Regions from separate parts of the Sus scrofa genome. Here region 1 is linked to region 2. Evidence: chromatin contacts called from public HiChIP or PLAC-seq data. All regions are on one chromosome and are shown on one strand. Each heading gives the region's core, a stretch centred on a gene start, on an enhancer-like site or on the middle of the called end of the contact. The rest is flanking DNA. Distances are from core to core; before and after follow the strand shown. Region 1 has its middle 190 kb from the start of TM2D1. Region 2 has its middle 74 kb from the start of TM2D1.

What was found. HiChIP or PLAC-seq counts read pairs in DNA pulled down with a chosen protein or histone mark.
Region 1: an H3K27ac HiChIP or PLAC-seq map of skeletal muscle shows a contact between it and region 2, with 8 times the contacts expected there. The contact joins two enhancer-like sites. A contact is called at or near these places in 4 of 47 Hi-C or Micro-C datasets (heart right ventricle, retroperitoneal adipose tissue, skeletal muscle and 1 more) and 1 of 2 datasets of contacts at active chromatin or transcription factors (skeletal muscle).

Annotation. Positions count from the first base shown.
Region 1 is chr6:150,798,505-150,802,432 of Sscrofa11.1, reverse strand. No RefSeq gene overlaps it. Among named protein-coding and RNA genes, the nearest start is that of TM2D1, 190 kb to the right of the region's middle. Within about 2 kb of position 2,327, at least 8 of the 83 cell types and tissues checked have an H3K27ac peak or open chromatin away from gene starts, as enhancers often do. A contact at or near this core is called in skeletal muscle, where this site is marked.
Region 2 is chr6:150,687,458-150,691,214 of Sscrofa11.1, reverse strand. No RefSeq gene overlaps it. Among named protein-coding and RNA genes, the nearest start is that of TM2D1, 74 kb to the right of the region's middle. Within about 2 kb of position 2,019, at least 38 of the 83 cell types and tissues checked have an H3K27ac peak or open chromatin away from gene starts, as enhancers often do. A contact at or near this core is called in skeletal muscle, where this site is marked.

The DNA of each region.
Region 1 (3,928 bases), core at 1,078-3,577, 110 kb before region 2:
CCTAGAAGATTATGTGGAAGAAAACCTAGATGACCTTGGCATTGGTGATGACTTTTTAGATACAACACTAAAAGCACAGCCCATGGAAGAAATAATTGATAAGCTGGACTTCATTAAAATTAAAAACTTCTGCTCTGCAAAAGACAATGTCAAAAGAATGAGAAAGCAAGCCACAGACCGGGGGAAAATATTTGCAAAAGAAACATCTGATAAAAGATTCAGAGCTCTGGGTTGGAAAAATCTCATTGGCTTAATTAAAGCCACAGATCTCCAAGGAGGGGATGGGAAGGATTTTCCCTTCAGCGCCCACCTCTGCCATTTGAAAAGCTACTGTGTGGCCAGTCCTGCCCTGGCTTCCTCCCCCCACCCCCACAACCCTGATCCAGGGACCCTATGGGAACTGCAGCTTCCATCAGTATCCCTAGGCTTCAGATAGCAGTGGCGAAGATGAAGGCACTGGTGTTCCCTCCAGAAAAGTATTTCTCAAGACTTTGGCGAAGGGGATGTCCTCTGTGCTCTCCTGGGAGACATAGTTAGGGAGTGAGAGGGTAAGTTGCACATGATAAATTCACTCCAGCATTCCTATCTCTCAGAGTCTGGATTCTTTCCTTTACTTGATATCAAGGAATTTATGACATCTCAACTCTGTTTAGTGTTGGCCACCATTGAGTCCAGATTCCTGTCAACCAACTGAACAAACAACGGTGTCTACTCCCAGCTGTTCGAATTTGCAACAAAATCTGGAGGCTCTGCTCAGTGCATCCATGTCAACGACTTCAATGTGGTCTAAAATTATGTTCTTTTGTCCTTAGTCAAGAGCCTGCAGAATTCATTGCCACACAGATTCCCCAGATCTTTGAAGGTGTAAATTAGCAAAGTTTTGCAAGTTTCTTGTTATATGCCCTCTACTTGCAGGTTTGACTTTTTTACTGCCCACCTCCCCATGGGTATTCTAGCTCTGACCCTAAAGACAAAGGAGAATTGCTGTAATGCAGATCATAAAAACAGACTTCTTTGGAGGTCCCGTGTGGCTCGTCGGCTCAAGGATCTGGTGTTGTCACTGCTGTGGCGTGGGTCATTGCTATTCAGTCACTGGCCCTGGAACTCCCTTATGCTGTGGGCATGGCAAAAAAAATATATATATATAGTATATATTAATATATTATATATATAAATACCTCTACTATCAGTGTAACTCTTTCGAGTAAGGGAGTTAATAGCATCTTTGAGCAAAAAACAAAGAGTCATCAGTAAAGGAGAAGGGCCACCGTGGCTGACGGGGCAGCGTCTGTGAGTTGTCTGAGTCCTTCCTGTTCCTATACCCTCATTCCAAGTCTCAGCCTATCTGTGCTTTAAGTTTCTCTGGAGAGATGTCTCAAAGCTGAGAAGTCCACTGATGGAATTCTACAAACCTCAGATCTTACTTTGAATTTGTTTTCCAGTCTCTCATTTAGCACTGCCATGGTAAGTTCCTCGGTGTTAATATATGTTTTAAATGGAGCATCCGAGGGGTTTAAACTTGTTCCCTTTTGGTAAACTAACCAAGGCCAGTGGAAGCAGCCACATTTTCCTACAGTCCTTGAACTCCTCCGGTCTTGTACAGTGTCCCAGAATAGTGGTCTCAAAGCCTTGCTCTTCTTGAGCCCTTCGTGCAAATGACTACAGATCCCCTTAAGATGTTCAGCTGCCATGAACCAGGGGCTTCCAAATTCCTATCTCTGAATCCTAAAAAAGATGATTGTTGTCATCGACACCCCCCTAAGGCAATATAATCCATCCCAGATTTCTACCTTAAAGCCTTTCCCATCTGAAGAGCCTGCAGCATACTCCTTGGTACAAATCTCTGTACTGGGAAAATGTAAAGAACAGAAACAGAGTCGGACTAATTTTCATAAAAGAAGAATTTGCTGGAAGGTACTGGATAGCTCACGGGTTTGGACAATTATCAGGAACCCAGCAAGGCCAGGCAGCAGGAAACACTGGCCAGGATGTGGCCACAGCCAGTAACAAAGAGAGCCAGTCTCGTCATTCCTCTGGCTCAAGAATCAATCCTCCGGATAGAAACCTTCAGTGAGTGATCACAGGTCACATGCCTCACTCCAGCAGGGGAGAAGGGTAGCAGAAGGAGGGAACACTTCTCCGTCGGGCTTCCATCAAAATCCCAGAAAGGGGTTTGGTTATGGGAAGCCAAAAAAAATGTTGCGCCCCCCCCGCCCCCCGCCGCTTTCTGGGGAAGTTTATAGCTCATAGTGCTGGCAGAGGGGTAGGCAGAGTCATTAGTCACCTCCATTGGCTCACCGAGGTGTTGGCCACTTCTACGTGGTCTTACATCATGAGCCGGTGCAGGTCACCGTGGATTCCACATCCACCCACCAGCAAGAGCTCTGGCCCCATCTTTCTCTGTGCTCTGGAAACTTCCCTCCATCCCTACTGTGCTGTGCTATGGGAAAGTATGGGCCATGACAAGGCTGTTTCCGTAGACAGCTTACTTGGCTGTTTCTACTCTAGGGTAGAAAAAGAGAGAGGGCTCTTGTCTTCCTCAAGTCTGCCTGGAATTTCTGCTGTCTCCTCTCACTTGGCGCTCGACCTAAGGTTCCAGGGGTGGGATGCAGGCATCTCACTATGTACGTGCTCTCTGTGTTTCTTCTGTGAATTTCTTTTTACCTTCTCCAGTCTGGTGAATCTTTTTGTGGTTGCTGATACTGTTTTGTTCTGAAGATGGGATAGTCTGGCTTTATATTCTAAATCCCTAAATCTATGACTTAGACCCTGACTCTCTTTTGTTTTCTTCTTGGCCATCTCTCTTCCAAGATAGAAAACATAGAATATACAAAGCTGTTTGCCAAATCAGGGGAAGATGTATAAGACAATAGGAAATACTGTGAAGAAAAATGAAAATTAAAATACTATAAGTAAGTTAAAAGACTATAAGATATCATGCGACTCTACTGGGTTTGCTCTTCTGTATTTTTAATTTTTCATTTATTAAATCAGGTTATAGTGTAATTTAAAACCAAACTGCTTGCCTTACGAGACAGTGAGCTCTCCATCGTTGGAGGTATTCAAACAGAGACAGGATGGCCATCTGTTAGGAAGGCAGTAAAAGAATGTCCCCGTTAGTGGCAAGTAGAATGAAATGATGTCTACCTTCTATTTCAGAGTTAATGTTTTATGCTTTAATTTACTTTTTATTACATTTCTTATTTGTTCCACAGATCTTTGCATCTTAATGGGACTCTTTTGCGGTCTCTACTAATTATAAAAACTAAAAATGGCCTCCCTGCTTTCTAATAAATCAATCAACATTTTTAATAAACGTGTTCTGAATGCCCAAGATTGGGTATTTCCAGTTCTGTTGGTTCTCCTGGCTTTGATACAGACCTTTCTGTTACAATGGCTGTATTGTTCTTTTCCATTTCTTCTGGCCTTTTCTCCATAAATCTTGTAAGGGGTGGGTGCCTGCTTATTTTTCCTGGGTAAAGAGGAAAAGGTACTGCTTACCTAAGGTTGGGGAACTCATCTTTTAAAACACTGAAGAAGCCCTAGACTTGACGTAAAGGAGTACGTGCTTCAGTTCTAGACACGGCTCTTTCTGAGAAACCAGTCAACCTCTCTGAGCCTCAGTTTCTCATATGCAAAGTGAAGACGGTCCCTTCGTATCAGCTCAATCCAAAAGAAGCCAAGATGACACGTCAGGGGTGGGACAATCTGGATGCTCTCACGGCTTTGTGTCGATTTATCTGCTACTCTGCCTCCTCTTGGCCTCGGCTCCCCTCTCCCTCTCCCTCTCCCTCCCTTTCAGGTAGCAAGAATGACGGCGGTGTTTTCTGGCCTCCCCCTTGTATATTATGTGCTTCAAAGGAGGAAGACTGGTCTCTTGCAGTTGTCATGATTGAAGAAAGGGGAAACTTCTCTCCTGGAAGTCTCA
Region 2 (3,757 bases), core at 770-3,269:
GATGCATTAATCAGATGGTGGGGATATAGAAATTTTCCACCTACATGCATATCAAACTTTCCTTACCATAAGCAAAAGAACGTCTCTGAGCTATTAAAATCAGACTTAAACTTAAAATTTTTACTTTCATCTCTACAGTCATAGATGTCTGGCCATTGACTTAGAAGAACTTGAAAGAAAACAAATTTCCCCTTTGAAAGCATTTAAAAACAAAGGATGTTTATTTGTTCGACCACGAGATTTTTTTTTTCCGGAGCATTTTTAGTGTGAGGGGTATGTGGTAAATAAGACATGTTCCCTGCCTTGGCAAAGAGTATATATTCTATCAAGGGAGAAAGAGGCATAAAAATATGCATAATACAGTGTCGTATGTCACATAGCTCAAGCAATAGAGTTATATTGAACAGATGACAGAATGATTAATTCTTCAGGGCGAGTGGCACATAGGCATAGCTATGAAAGACTTCAAGGGGGGTGCATTTGAGAATTCTTGAAAGACAAACAAGAGTTTGTGAAGTAGAGCAAGGAGGGGGGAGAAATTCTAAGAGGATGTCCCTAGAGGACTCTGGGTACTCAGAACTAGAGCCATCGGGGTGAAACCACAGGGTGTCTGATCCTGTGTCAGAAAGCCATGCTTCCATTCAAAGTCTGGCCATCACTACCCATCTAGTCCAAGCGTTCTGCTCTCCTTTGACCAAGTAGAGAACTCTCATTTGCATGGGCCCCAACCCACAACATCCCCATACTGTGACTGTTGCCTGGAGATGGCTCACATTTATCTGTTGAGATGAGTGGTCCTCTTTCTCACAACCCAGCTAAGGCCACTGGACCCAGTTTTCCAAGGTGCCTAGAAAGATGAGGCTGTGGCCCAAGGTAATGCTTATGTGGGCTGGAGGATACAGAGAATAGAATGGCTGCGACCTCTAGACTCTGTCTGGCTACTGGTACAGCCCCTCCTAAACAACAAACAGACTTAGTGAGTGACCACGCCACCAAAAAAGTGTGTGTGGGGGGGGGGGAAAAAAGCGTGTTTGTGTGTGTGTGTGTGAGCGAGAGAGAGATCTTTAAATTTTAATAGCTATTCAGACAGTCCTTAGAGAGAGAATTGGCAGCTTTGGCCTAGAGGCTGCCCCCCACCTGTCTCCAGGCACTGCAAACACAGCTGTGTAAGAAGGAGACAGTCAAAGCTTCCAAGGAGGAAAAAAAACACAACACCACGGTGCAGTGTGGGGTGGGGGGGTAGGGGGTGCAAACAATGGGAGGGCCTTTCTCACAAACCCACTTGGGACAGAGCCGGTCTAGCAACTGCAGAAATTAGCAAGGAGGACGCGGGCAGGTTTACAAACAAAAACAAAAACCACCCCTCCAGCCTAAAGTAAAATCCTTCAAGACCCAACTCAAGGGCCACTTTAAACCCATTTTTAAAGGAGGAGACGGAGCGCACAGCTCAAGCTGAGGGGGGAACAAGGTAGCCTGCTTTTCTGGCAGGGTTCGCCTTCAGGTGTTGTCCTCGCATCGAGGTGAAATGCAAAGACGATTGATGCTCTGTCAGAGAACTCAGAGCGCCTTACGCGAAACGCAGGACGCCCTGGGAAGGTGCCTAGAAACTTCTTTATCTGGCTTTTTTTCCAGACTGAAAAGCGCAGGCATTTTTCAAGTTCAACTCTTTAGAAAAGTCAGGAGAAGCAAGATTTCAACAGATGTTAGCGGTTCTGCAGTGGTCAGGGGGGGCTGCCCCTCCGTGAAAAAAAAAGGGGGGAAATGAGAAGAGGGAGGGAAACAGGTCGTCGTAGAAGAAAACCCAAGCAAGGCGGTATTTTCGGTATCATTTTAATCACAAAATAGCACGAATGCGGTCTGTGCCTGCGTGCTACCCAAACGTCGATCTGAATACCACTGAACGCTGGTTTGAAAATTTCCATTTTTGTAATTTGCTTTCCTTTGTTAAGCCAAGACTTGAGAGGAACCTGGCAGCCGTCTCCTAGTCTGGCACGATTTCCCCTCCGACGCACTGGGTTGGTGGGGACGTGGAGGGAGGCCTCCCGAGAGAGGAGAGGGAAGGCGGGTTGAGAAGCGTCGGCGGGGCCGCAGCCTCTCAGCCAGGGGGTTTGGCTCCACCTACAGGAAGCAGAAGGTACTTCAAGCCGATCCCTCTTCTGCCGCGGAAACCGGGTGGGATGGGGGTGGGGTTGGGGGACAACTGCTGGTGAATTTCCCGGCCAATCAGAATGCGGCGTGTAAGGAGCTGGCGGTCAGGACTCGGCAGGTAGAGATCTGCATCACCAGATCCAGAGCAGCATATCGGATGCAGCGCCGGGATTCGTATTTGGAGGAGAAAAGACTTCAGGCCTCCTCTTATAACCTACGAATTGATTTCACTAGTTAAATATAAGCCCTATTTGGGCTATTTCTGATCCCAGTTCAGGGCCAGCACAGAGTCACTGTGCCCAACTGCTGGATGAATGAACAAACAAATGAATCCAACACACAGGATAATACACTCAATTAAGCAAGAGACCTAATGTGATAAAAACAAATGCGCCCCCCACCCCCCACCCAGGAATAAATGTGAGTAATCAGACATTTTGTTAAGGGCTAGTAATTGCTACAAAAATCCTGCACCATCTTAGACTAGTCCAGTGGTCCATTTGCAATGTGGGTAGCACTAATTAAGAACCACTCATCTGGAGTTCCCCTTGTGGCTCATCAGGTTAAGAAGTCCATTAGTATCCATGAGGAGGCGGGTTTGATCCCTGGCCTCACTCAGTAGGTTAAGGATCCCACCTTGCCATAAAGCTGTGGTGTATAGGCTGGGAGCTTCCATATGCCAGAAGTGCAGCCCTACAAAAACCCAAAAAAAACCAAACAAAAACACTCATTACATCTGATGCCCTTAATTTGCGGATGAGTAAGCTGAGGCTTGGCGAGGTTCCCCTCCTCAATCCTCCTCCCCCCGCAACTCCCCTCCCGCCCCAACAAGTTTGTTGGTGGTAGTACTGCTTTGGGGCTAAATTTTCGTGACCTTCTCTCTGACGTTTGTTTACAAAAGCCAGAGAATTGTTCTGCGGGACTGCGGCTTGACCAGCACAGATACGCTTAGCTGATTGGCTCTCTCTGGCGGAAGCTGACTACCCCACCTACCTGTGGTCCCGTCCCTGAGTTTCAGTCCCAGCCCCTGCTAGGGGCTAAGGCAGCTGCTCCTGCTGCTTTACTCCAAAAATCAAATGCCGCCTGGGGTTGGTGCCAACCGGTTGCTAAACTTATGGATTCATTTTATTTAAGCCTAAAAGGCAGTCTTTGAACTTGTGGGTTTGTAGGCTACAAACAAGCAGGTGCTATGTTTTAGCAACACAGGTCTTATATCTAGCACATCTACTTATCAGAAGTGTTAATAAGAAGTTATTGAATGTCCCAGTGATTGTTACAGATGAGGATATTTACCAACTGAAAAAGAATTTTTGCTGTAGGCAGTTAGCACTCAGTTTCCAACTTAAAAATGTGAAGATTCTTCCTGTAAAGAGACTGCATTTGCGTTGTTTCACATAAATGATGATGCAGTGAAAGTTAGAGATCAGAAGATCTAGATTCTAACCACAACCCATTATAAAATGGAAATAAGACTGTCATGACCTCTGAAAGGATTAGACATGAATCATTATTACAACAATAATCACAATATTAATAATAGCTTTGAACTGTTATTAAGTGCTTACTACATTCCAGGCCCTCTGCTAACCACTTTAAGTGCATTATCTAA